2 separate regions of the Mus musculus genome follow, and region 2 is linked to region 1. Evidence: chromatin contacts called from public Micro-C data. All regions are on one chromosome and are shown on one strand. The core of a region is the stretch at or near the end of the contact, and the rest is flanking DNA. Distances in the headings are between cores, read along the strand shown.

What was found. Hi-C and Micro-C count contacts between places; a contact is called where the count stands out from the background.
Region 2: a contact with region 1 is called in a Micro-C map of embryonic stem cells, with 3 times the contacts expected there. The contact joins two enhancer-like sites.

What each region holds. Positions count from the first base shown.
Region 1 is chr15:36,757,133-36,764,354 of GRCm38.p6, forward strand. No RefSeq gene overlaps it. Among named protein-coding and RNA genes, the nearest start is that of Gm41297, 32 kb to the left of the region's middle. Within about 2 kb of position 3,664, at least 43 of the 459 cell types and tissues checked have an H3K27ac peak or open chromatin away from gene starts, as enhancers often do. A contact at or near this core is called in embryonic stem cells, where this site is marked.
Region 2 is chr15:37,287,201-37,294,422 of GRCm38.p6, forward strand. It overlaps Grhl2 (grainyhead like transcription factor 2), which reads left to right. Exons shown (of 16, transcript NM_026496.4): 5 at 42-97; 6 at 988-1,144; 7 at 4,361-4,472. Among named protein-coding and RNA genes, the nearest start is that of Gm16136, 58 kb to the left of the region's middle. Within about 2 kb of position 2,666, at least 4 of the 459 cell types and tissues checked have an H3K27ac peak or open chromatin away from gene starts, as enhancers often do. A contact at or near this core is called in embryonic stem cells, where this site is marked.

The sequences.
Region 1 (7,222 bases), core at 2,414-4,913:
ACTCAAAGATCCGCCTGCCTCTGCCTCCCGAGTGCTGTGATTAAAGGCGTGCGCCACCACGCCCGGCTGCTGCCAAGTCTTATGGCCGGCACCTGACTTCCTCATATCCCTCAAGATAGCCACGTACCTTGAGCTGCATTGCGCAGGTGCACCACAATGTAAGATCGGATGATGTGACAAATGCAGTCCTGAGCCAATGAACTGTGCCTACGTGGATTGGGGTGAGGGTGAGTGGACTGGAGGGGATAAAGGGGGATGACGGAGAGAGGTCGTGGCATTTGCTTTTTCCTACACATTTATGAAGTTCCTGAATAAACTGCCTTGAGAAGGACATCAGTTTCGTTGCTTCTTTTCTGCTGGTTGGAGACGGTAGCGACATATTCCAAATCATACCCCCTTCTTCACTGGTCTCCATTACCAGGATATGGTCACTGAGAAAAGAGACTGCACCATGATCTGTCTTTAAATGTTTTAAATTACATTTTGTGTGTGTGTGTGTGTGTGTGTGTGTGTGTGTGTGTGTGTGTGTGTGTGTAGTGTGTGTGTGTGTGTAGTCAGAAGACAACTGTTTGGTACCCAGGGGTTAAACTCAGGCAACAGTGCTTTTATCCACTGTGGTAATTTGAATATGCTTGGCCCAGGGAGTGGTACTATTAGGAGGTGTGACCTTGTTGGAGTAGGTATGGTTGTGTTGGAGGAAGTGTATCACTGTGGGGATGAACAATAAGACCCTCCTCCCAACTGCCTGAGGAGTCAGTCTTCTCCTGTTTGCCTTCAGAACAAGATGCAGAGTTGGTTTCTTAAGGCTCTGAGATTCACTAAAGGAAGAGCCCAGCCTCAGATAGTACATAAACACAAAGAGCGTTTTTCTGCATAAACAATCAGCATGTTAGAGTCATCATCACTCTGAGTGGCAACGCAAAGACACCTGAGGTCATAAAGAAGATATACACACAGGACCCACAGGAGCAAAAATAGCAGATAAGATATTGACTGGGTTTATCTATACAAAATGTTAAGGACAACTTATTAATGGTCTTTAACTTTCCATGAACCTGAAGGTTAGTAACAAATGAATATTTAGCCAGATAATTGTCCTAGTAGATATATATATATAGACATTCTTTGTTATAAACCTCTTATTTATGACCTGAATTTATGTGTAAACTCATAGTAAACTTTTTACCATGTGAACACACACTCTGAAAGTCATACAAGTGCTGAGAACAAAGGGCAGAGACAGGCCTCACTCCCCTTCTCTTCCTGAGACTTAGAGAACAAGGCTGCTGTGTTATTATGAGTTGCTAAACTGGAGACTACAGCTTCTTACCTCAGAGCAACCCAGATAGGTGATCAGCTGCAGAAGCAAAGTCCTTACACTTAGGATAGATAACAAATGGTTTATGGCCTAGTTTCTGAGTGGACACAAAATGGAATAAAAAGGACTCTTCAGTTTGTCTTACCAGAGAAAGGAGAAAATATGTGTAGCTGACATTGCAGTTGGAAATCTTTGGTCCCACTTCTCCCTTTGCTGAGATTCTGCAGAACCACCCAAGATCCTACCTTGCAGAATTACTCTATCTGCCAGAGGCCACAAGACCTCTGCTTCTCTGGATAACTCCCTGGGCTGGTCCAGGGGAACCTGAGGTGGGGTGGGATTAGTGAAGGGGTGAGGGGGGTGGGGAGGGTGGGGTTTGGGGGCACAGCATCCTGCAAAGATCAGGTGGGACTCTGGGCAGCTGTGAAGCCTAGAGCTGGAAACATGAGAAGGGAGGCCTCGTCTGTTGGGAAGGTTGTAAGGGAAACCTCATCAGCCCCGTGGGGCCCCTCAGGCATGAACTCCACCTACAAGGGGACAGCAGGAAGTTTGCAGCTTAGAGCTAGGTTTTAAGGCTAAACATTTAGCAGAAAACCAGAGCGGCTCTCTGATCAGCAGCTCTCAAGCTGTGGGTCATGAAATGACTCTTTCACAAGGGTTTCCCAAGACCATCAGAAAACCCAGATTACTTACATTCTGATTCATTGCAGTAGGAAAATTAGGTATGCAATAGCAACAAAATACTTTTATGACAGGATCACCACAGCATGAGGAAGTGTATTAAAGGGTCACAGCATTAGTAAGGTTGAGAATCACTGGTCTAGATAAAGGGAACAGAGGCAGAGTATGCTGGTGTTCGGTGAGATTCATCCTGTCCACCAGAAGCAGTTACAGAGATGGTGAAGTCCAAGGTGGAAGGAGTTGGAAGGCATGAATTAGTTGAGAGACTTGTGTTACATTCAAGGTGCTTTGGAAGTGGGGCAGGTGGGGGGCATGGTAAGGTCTGTGACTCAGACCAAGCATCCTCCCCGATCCCTCCCACACATAAATGATGACATAACCAGGAAGAGAAGGAGCCAGCAAAGGACACAGACCTAGGAACAGTAAGACAGGGTAGAAAGCAGGGGCCCAGGCAGTATACAACACCTGGCCACTAGGTGAACCCCTCAGCCTCCTTTTGTCTCCCCTGTCATGTGGACCTTTTGTCCTGTCTTCTGCTACTGGAACAGAAAACCTCGGGCTGGATAAGCCACACACACGGTAGACATTTATTTAGCTCATGTGTCCAGGGGATGTAAAGTCCAAGATCGAGGGACCACATGTAGTGAGGACCTTCTTGTTTCCTTATAAGTCTGCAAGCACATGACAGACAGACAGACAGACAGACAGACAGACAGACAGACAGACAGAGATGGGGGTAATAGGAGTGGGAAAGGGAGTGGGGAAGACCAAACTGATAACAAACCACTCTCTAGAGAGCCACCCATACCCTGAATAATTTGATTAAACTGTTCCTGACCTCAGAGCAAATGTTCATTGCAATGAGTCATGGCTCTGTTTCAAGGCTACACCATCTTCTGCTATACCATCAATACCGGATCCTCACTGGGACACCTCTCAGATATTCTGTTGTCCTGTGCCATGGAGTTCCTTCAGCTTTGGATCTGCAGGGCTGGCCCCTTCACAAATTCCAGCAGATCATAGATGGGACAGATGTTGGGGTGTGCCAGCTCAAAGTGCTAGACCTTGGTCTGGGGGGTAGCTGAGTTGGTCAGTCTGCCAGCTCTCCAATGTTGTGGATAGCCCTGGGGCTAATTACATTTTATGTTAATTCCATTCTCCAGTGAAGGGTTTCATGTGAATGAGGAATGAGTCAGCACTCAGGTGATTTCCTGTAAACCTGCTTCCCACCTTAATTTGTAAAATAAAGGAAAGCTGATGATTGGGCAGATAAAAGGGAAGGTGGAGCAGAAGGTGAGGGAGAGAAGAAGGAGAAAATGCAGAGGAGGAGGAGGAGGAAGAAAAGCAGAGCAGAAGCACATGGCCTGGAGAAACCGCAAGTTCTAAGGGGTCTCATGAGCTGTGGAAGATGGTAGTGTAGCGGTAGATATGCCCAATCTAGACGCACTGCATGTAATCATATTAACTGTGTTGTGTTTTCATTACCAGGGCATATTTGGGAGATTTACTGCAACACTCCTGCACCCGAGCCACCAGTGTGAGCTCTACAGCACTGCCCTAGCTCATCCAATGCTACAACTGGCCAGGGTCAAGGTCTACCTGCCTGTTCTCATGTTCTCATGTGGTGGGAGGCAGCGTATCCCTACCTTTGCCACCAGGGGGAGTTCTGCTGTGCTGCTCAGCTAAGGTTCAAGGCCCATTCTCCCTAGTGCTGCAGCCAGTAAGGGGCTGGGCCAGCTCTCCCACGCTCATGCTGTCAGAGCATCTCACCTGCACCCCCACCATCAGGGTCAGCTCTACTGTGCTGCTCTATAGGGGGTGGTGCTGATGCTGAGGTCCTGTTCTTCAATAGGTTCTCGATTCATCAATAAAGATGCTAGCTGTCAATGACCTGGGCAGAACAGGTGGGACTTCCAAGGTCCCCACAGGCAAGCTAGCAGACCTAGGAGAGAGGGAGTTAAAGGAGATAAAGCCAACCAGCCATGTGAGTCAATGGTCACTGTATCTGATTATGCCAGAGTGGCAGGGGATGTTTAGCAGTACCCAGTCATTGAGTTAGCAAAGGCATTTTGAGATTAACTGGTGTGTGTGTGTGCATAGGGGCTGGTAGCGCAGCCTGCAGCCTGTTCCTGAAGCTTACGGCAGGGTAACAAAAACTACACACTCTACTGCCCAGGTGAGGGATGGAGCCAGTTCTCCCAAGAGCCTCACAAACATTCCTGGGCACACAACTCTGAGACACAGTGAGTGGTGTGTTCTCAGCCAATACATCTTAGGGTTGATTCGCTATATTATATTAGTCAGATTCTACATTTCCCCTCAAGATAGAGGCCATGACCCTTTGCATTTTACAGCTAAGGATAGGTGCAGTAAATTCCCTTGGCCGCACTGTCTGTTGTTCAAGTGATGGGGGCCAGGCTCCAGCTCCAACATGTCTCCTGGGTGAGAGGTTCTGTTTTCCTGCCCCACCAAGGCATCTGATTTCTAAATGGGAAGTGAAAGTTAAAAGGCAGCTGGGTCAGGGAGACCCTCGGTGGCCAGGCAGGGCCAGTACAAGATGGGTCTCCACCTCTGTGTCAGTCTCCCTGGGCATGCCTATTAGCCTCAGTGCCTGACATGGTTGGTCAAACCCAACATCATCTTTGTGTCAAAGTACTTCCATCACCAAGGTCAAGGCCCTTGCTCCTTACATGGTTTAGTTTTGGTGCTGGCCAGTCATCTCCTGGAGTCATCAGAGCCTGGAGAACATAGGTCGCAGTGCCTGTCTGCAAGCTTCACTTCTGTTTATTGAACTGCTTAGTCTTCACCACAGCTCATTCCTAATTTACCAATAAGAAATCTGAGGTTCGGGGAAGAAAAATGGTATCAAGGATTAGTTTTGTTTTGAATTCACAGAGCCATCTGACTCCATACTTAAGGGCAGCAGGCACCAAGCAGGTCTTTCCCTTCCCCTGACACGGAATCTTCCTAGCTTAGAGTCTTTCCGGAACTGGTCCCAGAGTGATCAAGGATGGTGCGAGTGTCAGCTCGATCCCAATTTACCCATTCTAACAGCTAAGCAGACTCCTTCCTAATATTAAAATGATAAAAACAGGGCTATAAAATCAGCTGGTTTTGTCATTTTGGTGTCTCCGAGTGGGACGAGCCGGGGGTGTGAGCTGGTTGTGGGCAGTGACACACACTGCTGGCAGCAAGAGGATGAATCATTAAAACAGAGTGTGGAGACTCATCATGGCGAGAGCTAGCCTGGCCTGGGGTGGGGCAAGTACCCCAGGCAAGAGTCAGGGCCTAGAGCTTTTCTTCCCAGCTCTGCTTTGGCTGGGGGCAGCTCCAGACCTCAGCTTTCTTTGATCTAGACTTGGGTGACCTTCAAGGTTACTTTTGGCTCTCAGTTCCCTGTTCCTCTGTTTGGGGATAGAAAAACATTTTCTGTGCCTGCCGTGAGCCCAATGTTTGTAATCCTTCCAGCAGTGGTTAAGAGATCATGAGCATTGGCCTATTGGAGTTCAGACCCAATTCCTGCTTGGTCAGTTTTCAGTGGCATGGCTTGGGCAAGCATGCCCCCTCTCCAGGCATGCTTCTCGCTACGTAACGGGGGCATCAACTGCCAATGTGCCCATGCAGTAGTGCCATGATACTCAGAGATGGAACATTTGTCATTAGAAATGAATGAAGTCATGAGGGTGGGGCCCCATGATAAGATTAATGTCCTTATAAGGGAAAAACTGAAATTGAAAGTCTCCCAACCCTGGGTGAGGACCCAGGGAGGCAAGGCATCTATCTACAAGCCAGGAAAACTGACCACATCTGAATCTGTCAGTTCACTACTTGAGAACTGTTTGTTCTTTAAGCCACACCATCTATGATATTTTGTTGTTTTGTTTTTTGTTTTTTTTTTTTTTTGTTTTTTCGAGACAGGGTTTTTCTGTGTAGCCCTGGCTGTCCTGGAACTCACTTTATAGACCAGGCTGGCCTCGAACTCAGAAATCCGCCTGCCTCTGCCTCCCAAGTGCTGGGATTAAAGGCATGCGCCACCACTGCCCAGCTCTATGATATTTTGTTTTAGCAACTGAGATGACTAAGGGTCATGGTAAAGAGGACTATGGGTGTGACTCTGCACCTGGGGTGGAGCAGGGAGCCTTAACACACTGCATCTTCTCTGGTCCTGACGTTAGCCTGACTTCTCCTGACAGCCAGATCACCTCTGGAGAAATGGCCAGTCATCCCAGGGCACCTTGGTAACTTCATTTAGTGCCGTGTATTTCTACTTGACTCGGGGCTATCCTTGAAAATGCACTTCAAAGGCAAGTTAGCATGTCTGACCCCTGACCCCAATGCCAGCACTGCCTTCCCACTCATACAGCCACTGGGTGCTCACATGTTTCTGAGTCCCTCACCAGGGTGGGTTCTACCTCTCCCTAAGAACTGTAAGAAACAGTCTGTCTGCTCATCCCTTCCTGAGCCATGGGCCTGCCCTCTTAAGACTGTTGTATGAACTATAGTTTAGTAAATTTATGATGACTAAAGGAACAGCCAGAGACAGTCATGAGCTAAACATGGCCTGGCAAAGCGGTCTGTGATCCCAGCAGTTAGGGGGCTGAGGCTGAGGATCTAGAGTTGAAAGGCCACCTGGACTACATAGCAATACTGTTTTTCAAAATCAAAGCAACAGTCAAAATTATCATCCTTATTGAGAAGTTACACATAGGGCTAACATGTGACATGGTTAATTCTACTTTTAGAGAAATGAAACTACACACTTTGTGTGTGTGTGTGTGTGTGTGTGTGTGTGTGTGTGTGTATGTGTGTAGATACCAATCCATAACACTGTTCATAGTAGTCAAACCCAAATGCAAACCGGTGAGCAGAGGAACTGTACGGATGGTCCTGGAAAAGGCCACAGACTGTATGGCTGTGCTTACATCAGGTCTACTAACATGAGGAGTCTACAACAGTCAGCTTCCTAGACCCAGGAAGTCCGGTGGTCATCAAGCCATGGAGAAGGACTTGTGTTCCTTAGTGGTAAAGTAAAGACGGTCTTAAGCTCTTATTCACAACTGCGAAGACGCTGCTGGACTACACATTTCAAATGGCCATGACAGTGATTCTTATGTTTGCTAACATATTTTTAAAATATTTATTTCTTACTACTTTATATGTGTATGTACTCTGCCTGCATGCGTGTGTGCGTGTGCGTGTGTGTACACCACATTGTGCCTGATG
Region 2 (7,222 bases), core at 1,416-3,915, 530 kb after region 1:
CCCAGCCTATTTGTATTAATTCTACCATTTAAAATTTTCAGAAATTTCGGAGTACTTCTGTTGGTGCTGACGAGTATACATATGACCAGACGGGAAGGTAGGTCACCAGGAGATGCATTTAACTGACAGACTTTAAACATTTTTATTTCATTGTTCTGTGCCTAAGGTGTTTTGCCTGTATGTATGTCTGTGTACCATGGTGCCCATGGAGGCCAGAAGAGGGTGTCAGATCCTCTGGAACTGAAGTTAGAGATGATTTGTGAGCTGCCATGTTGGTTCTGGGAATCAAACCTGGGTCCTCTACAGGAGTAGCCAGTGCTCTAGCCACTGAGCCATCTCTACAGCTCCAAACCTCAGATTTTTATCAAATAAGAGGAGTTTTTTTTAAACCTTTAATGACTTCTAAGTTACATCTTAAAAATATGAGCGGAACTATTTGAGCAAAGATCTTCTCAATAAAACTTTATTTGTAAAATCAGGCCGTGAGCCGTTTGTTATGAGCCATTACCCACAAGCCCCTGACTTGGAGTAGCCTCACTTGAATCCTGCAGGCTTCCAAACAGGAAATGGGCTGGTGCTATGATGTCAGCTGTTAGGAGTTGGAGGTGGATGATCAAATCAAGCTCTCAGGCAATTGTGGCTACAGAGAAAATGGGCGAATGCGGAGGCCGAAGGGAAGCTCTGCTTCTTAGGACAAAAGTGGGAACTTCTGTCTAAGGCTGAATTCCCACGATCTCTGGTGTGAGTTTGCCCAGCACATCCTGGACTTTCTCCCCACTTAAAACCACCTGGTTTACAGGCCATGGTTAAAAATGTATATTGTAACACCTTGGGTTTGGACTTATTCGTCTTGCTGTATTCCATATTTTGTCTGTTAAATAGTCATTATTTCTTAATAGTCACATCAAACCCTGTTGATGTGAAGCTGCCCAGGAAGGGAAAAATGTCCAGTTAGTGAACTGACCGCTTTGTGTTTCCTCTTCACAGTGGTACATTTCAGTACACCCTGGAAGCCACCAAATCTCTCCGTCAGAAGCAGGGGGAGGGCCCCATGACCTACCTCAACAAAGGACAATTCTATGCCATAACACTCAGTGAGACTGGAGACAACAAATGCTTCCGACACCCCATCAGCAAAGTCAGGGTATGCGCCACATTTCTCAAAATAGAACTCCAGGGTGGTCAGGGGGTGGGGTTGCTCCCCAACATACCCGTGGAATGGCATGGAGAAAAAGTCCAAAATAAATAACTCAGAAAGTCTCGTTCAAGAGAGCCTATTTATTGCTCGTAGTTTATCATTTTAATCAGTAACCAATAAAGCTCGGGGGAGCGACTTGTCTGAACTTGCGTTCCCTGCACCAAGGAATCCCCCCTCACCTCTTTCATGGCTTGTAGGCTGTGCGGTTTTCAGCTGATCTGTAGTAGATCAGGGTATGTTTGTGAGTAACGAGTAGCAGAGAGTACTTTCTGCCGAGTCTTGGACCATTTATAACCCTTACAAAGCCTTCTGCAGCCCCTGGCTTATTCAGGATTCAAAAGGCGAGGAGGTACGATTCCCACAGCGGCAGCTTGGAGGGATTTCAGATTCACGAGTATTAATCTCTTGTGTGGGAAATGACATGAGTTGTCACTGTCTGTCTGCTTTGGATGCATGCCAGACTGGCATGCTCGCTACTGCCAACAGGGAGCTGATAGGTAGTCCATCTCCACTTAAAAAAAAAACCAAAAAACAAAAAAAAACCAAACCTTACAGCAGGGGTTAGAAAAGGCTTGGAAGACTTTCCTGCTTCGTTGCAATATAGATTTTCCTGCTCTCTTATAAACTGCTCCCTGCCACTGTACCTGTGGTCCCCAGCCCGTCAGATTCTGTCTGTAGATGTGTCCTACTAAGCGTTTCAGCTTGAGAAGTAGGGAACCGTGGCATGTCCAGAGCCCAGTGCCCCAACCATATATGTCCAGAGCACAGTGCCCCTACCACATATGGGCCAAGTAAGTTCCCAAGCAAGGTGAGCCCATTGGCGATCAAAAGGTACCCAGGGTACTGTTCACCATGAGGGACAGCAACCTGTTCCAACCCTGTGGCCAGAACTATGGTGGAGGGCCTACTGTATCAACAAGAATGCATTGCATCAAGTCACACAGCAATGATGTCTTCTTTGTATCAGGGATTGCACTAGGCACTGGATGCCTAATAACTTACTGAAACTAAACCACAACCCATTTTAATAATAATAATAATAATAATAATAATAATAATAATAATAATAATTGATGATGATGATGAAGCACATTGTTCTATTACAGTACTATACATAAGAAAACTTGGCTTTCAGAAGCTAATAAGTGGGGTAACTAAGATGGGCGGGATTGCTGGGGTAGGTCCCAGGCTGCCAGCTTCCTGACTAACTCTTTTAGCATGAGGATGGGCTGCATGGTGCATGGTGTTTGCCTAGGGGGTCTCTAGTCCTAATCCATGTGAGACTTTGGGTTCTACCCCCAGCACCACCAAGAAAACCAAGCACAACTAGGAACAGTGCTCTGTGGAGCCTCCTGGAGGGATGAAAAGCAGAGGGCTTTCTCCTTGGGTCTTAATCCAGACATGGTTATCTGGGGGGAACAGGTGGGATACAGTTTAATCATATGTATACGAGCTCCATGCAGCCATTGCTCTGAAAAGGTGGCAGCCATGTAAGTGACATCTGTTGGGACTTTCCCAATGATTCCACTTTGGTGGGATCATGAAAGTCTTTTAATATGGAAATGTAAAACTGGGTGTGGTGACTGGGTGTGGTGATGCATGTCTTTAATCCCAGCAGTGGGGAGGCAGAGGTCAGCAGGTATCTGAAAGCTTGAGACTGACTAGCCTTGTGAATAAGATGAATTCCAGTACAGCCAGGGTTGTTAAACAATTTTCTGGAAAACTCTCTCTCTCTCTCTCTCTCTCTCTCTCTCTCTCTCTCTCTCTCTCTCACACACACACACACACACACACACACACACACACACACACACACACACACACAGAGAGCAAAAACAACAACAACAACAACAAACCCAAAAACAAACCAAAACCATGAAATAACTGGTCAGTATGGAAGTTTTATCTTCTTTTGTTCCGTTTTTCTGGAAATGTGATCTGAACCAGGTAAGGCACCTCATATCTGAAATCCTGGAGTAATTCTGGAGTCTGCGGCAGGGTCGTGGCAGCCTGCCTTCCAGAAGGACAGCCAACATATGTAAATTTATGCAAATGATGTCTGTTTGAAATTTAGAACTGCAGTGAGGTTTAGATTCTATTTTTTTTAAAGATTTATTTATTTTATAAAAGTACTTTTTTTTTTTGATTTATTTATCATATGTAAGTACACTGTAGCTGTCTTCTGTAGCTGTCTTCAGACACACCAGAAGAGGGCATCAGATCTCATTACAGATGGGTGTGAGCCACCATGTGGTTGCTGGGACTTGAACTCAGGACCTCTGGAAGAGCAATCAGTGCTCTTAACCCCTGAGCCACCTCTCCAGCCCAACATTTAGATTCTTATTTCTGTGAAACAGAATTGGTTGCTCTAGCTCATGTAAAGGACAGCCATGTTTTGCTGGAGTGCAGCGCTGCCCTTGTACTTTTGGGTTATGAGTTCTCTGACGTTTGAAATATGTTTATCAATATGAGTTTTGTCTCCTACCATGTCTGTGTTTCCTGTGCAATTCTCTTATTGCCTGTTCCACTCCAGCCTGAGGCACTTCCCTAGGCGAGAGATGAATGTCTGCTTCTTTACAAATGGCACCAATTCGACTTAAGACAGGTTTCAGATGTGTTTTTGCCAATGTAAGCCAAATGCTTTTCAGTTTCGAGCTAACTCTGCAAAGTATACCAACTGTGCCAAAGGCTGCTTCATCTGGTTGTCAGGATGCTGTGGTAGGAATGACGAAGGGTTTCGTTTTTATCCAGGCTGTTCCCAGTGTGTGTGTATGTGTGGGTGTCTGCACACATGCACAAATACCTACAAGGAAGATAACTTCAGAAGTTGCTTCTCTTCCATCCACCCTATGCCTCACAAAAAGCTAACTCAGGTCTCCAGGATTGTGTCAAACAACTTAACCCACTGAGGCCTTTCCTTGCTGCAGTCTCTGGATTTAGGGGTAGGAGGTTATGGTTTCCCTGTGAAGCCCTGGCTGCCCTGAAGACTCAGCTGGCCTCAAACTCAGATCCTTCTGTCTCTGGCTACAGAGTGCTGGGATTAAAGGCAGGAGCCACCATGCCTGGCTCTTCAACAATAAAAGCTACACGTTGTGTTAGAGTTGCCGGAAGTGGGAACCTTGTCAGTTGGCCGAGGATAACGGCAGCTTTTCTCTCCTGCAGAGTGTGGTGATGGTGGTCTTTAGTGAAGACAAAAACCGAGATGAGCAGCTGAAATACTGGAAGTACTGGCACTCCCGGCAGCACACTGCCAAGCAGAGGGTCCTTGACATTGGTGAGTTGCCTCTCCCTCTAGGCGTTGGCAACTGGCTGGGTTGACCACTACAGGGGCTGGGTCGCACTGTGCTATGCCAGGCACTGAATTGTACATGTGACCTGTGACGTTCAGCACAGGTGAAGCTGAAGATCAGTCAGACTGAGGAGAGACGAAAGCATTTTCCTTTCCCCCAGAATCAACTTCTATAATAATAACTTTAATGCCTTCGTAGCACTGTGGCAGATATAAATAATATATTTATAGTAATAAATATATTATTTCTAAAATATTTGCGTGCCCTATGCTTGAGCCATACAGGCAGTGGGCAGGTCAGGTAAACTCTTGCCCCCTTCTGCGTGATAAAACTCAGGCCCATGAGGCTCAAGGCCCCTCACAAAGGTCTAGTGACCCCTCGTCTGTGGTTCCGCCTTAAATCCTTTCATTCCCACATAAACTTAATGCAAGCAGAAGTCAGTGATCAAGAAAATAATCTTTCTGAGGAACTTACCTACCAGTCAAGAAGAAATGAGCCTGCGGAATTCATTTTGTATATATTTCTAAATGCAGTATCTGCTCTTTAGAGATCAAGGAGCCCTGGACAACCCAAGGGTCCAGACAGAAAGGCAGATGCTATGCTACCTACCTAGTTAGCTAGCTCCTTGCCATTGTTAGGAAGGATGGAGTACTGGGAGACCATCCAAGTAGCACCTGTGGGGCTGGGGAATCAAAGGGGAACCACCCAGCAGGAACTGGGACCACAGAAGAAGCAGTTTTCCACTGGGAGGTGGAACTGCTGCCAGCCACAAGCTTAGTGCCCATGGGGCAGAGAAGTGCCCAGGCTTTCTTGCTCCCAAGCTCCCTGCCTGGGCTTCTTGATCGGACTCAAGGCTGGGGAGTACAGGACCCCAATAGAATTTGCAGGATCAGCTTCCTAGACACAGAGAAGAATAGGAGAAACTGGAGAGTAGATCTTAAAATGTTTAGAAATTTCTTGAAAGGAATCGGCAGTATCTAGCAAATTTATTCTCGTAAAGAAATTCTTTTCTCATAATTAAAGTCACAACAAAGTCATAACCCCTTAGACTATGGCTGTGGTCCTCATGGATGTAGGCAGAAGGCCAATTATCATTGGTCACCACAAAATACCAAGTCAGTAAAAGAATAAAAGGATACTTGCTTTCATGTCTCATGCAGTGGAACAGAGGCTCTTTCCCTCATGACACCCTTGACAGCTCCCTGGACCGATGGCAGAGATTATTAGCTAGTAACTAGGTTAATATTGAGAGTCACCAGGGACCATTTAGAAACAGTGTGTTGGTACGGCATGTTGGATGAGAATACGCCCATTCCGCATTTCTCTTACCCTCACACACAGAGGGGTGGCTACACAGAGAGCACTAGCAGCTACTAATCTATAAACAGGGAAACTGAGGCAAGGAGTGGTGTCTCCATGTCAGGAGTTGTCCTGGAAGTCAGCCCAAGTGCTGGGGTAAGAACTGTATTCCTAACTCAAGCCAGTGCTCTGGAAGCCCGAGGCTGGAACAAGATAACTATGAAAACGTGCTCTGACCTGTTCTATAGCCGTCTGTGTAGAACAGAGAAGCAATTTTATTTTATTTGAAAAGTTAGTCTTATAATTATTGCCCAAGAAAAGGAGAGAAGCAATTAAATGGAAATATAGGCTCAGTTCAAATGAGGTAAGTCATAAAGGTGCCTTGCTGGCATGCCAGCTCACCAGCTCCAGCGCTGTTACAGGGTTACCTCTGCAGAGACTGGAGTCATTTCCCGCCTTTCTAGCCCTTCCAGTAAATCTCTCTTTATTACCTCCCATTTGCTTCTATACTTCTCTCAGAGAGCCCCACATACATGCTTATGTAAATGCAGAGTGTGTGTGCACATACATGTATGCAGGCCAATCACATATATACCTACACATGCAGGACAAGTCAGTCTAACAACAAAAACAAAAAGACAGTTCTCAAATTTCTACCAGTGTCTGTAACGGTGACCTTCAAGCTGAATAAAAAACAAAGAAAAGGCCTCTTTGATTAAAGTTCACTGTAGCTCTTGCTCTCTTGCTTTCTCTTGATCTTGCTCCCCTCCCCCATTCCTTTCCCCTCTCTCCCTGTGCTCATGGCTAGCCTCTATCTACTTCTCTACTTTCTCTCTCCCTGCCTTTCTCTGCCTCTACTACCCTCTTAACTCCCCTCCCCATGCCCTGAATAAACTCTATTATATACTATAATAATAATAATAAAGTTTATTGTATGTTGAAAAAGTATGCATGTGTGTGGGCACACATGGGTGTGCCACAGTGTCCATGTGATAGCTAGGCCGAAGGCACTTGTGAAAATTGGCTTTCTTTTCACCACATGGTTTTCTGGAATTGAACTTCTGTCCTCAGTCTTGGAATGGGGAGTGCCTTTACTGGCCATCTTGTTGACCCTAAGTTTTTTGTTTTTGGTTTTTTAAATTTTGAACAGGGTTTCACTGCTGCTCAGGATGTCCTGGAACTTAACTATATAGACCAGGCTGGCCTCAGATTTACAGAGATTTGCCTGCCTGTCTTCGAGGTGCTGGAATTAGAAAGGTGTGGGCCACCATCTCAGCAAGCTTGAGTTCTTAATCAGCAATCTTAGAGTTGAGCATTACAGGACTCACAGCCTCTAAATTACAGCTGCCAGGGTTGTGAGGGTGGGCACAAGTGTCTTCAGCTCACTCGGTAGGGTCCTGGGATGACCAGCCCCACCCCTGTTCTCTGTCTCTCT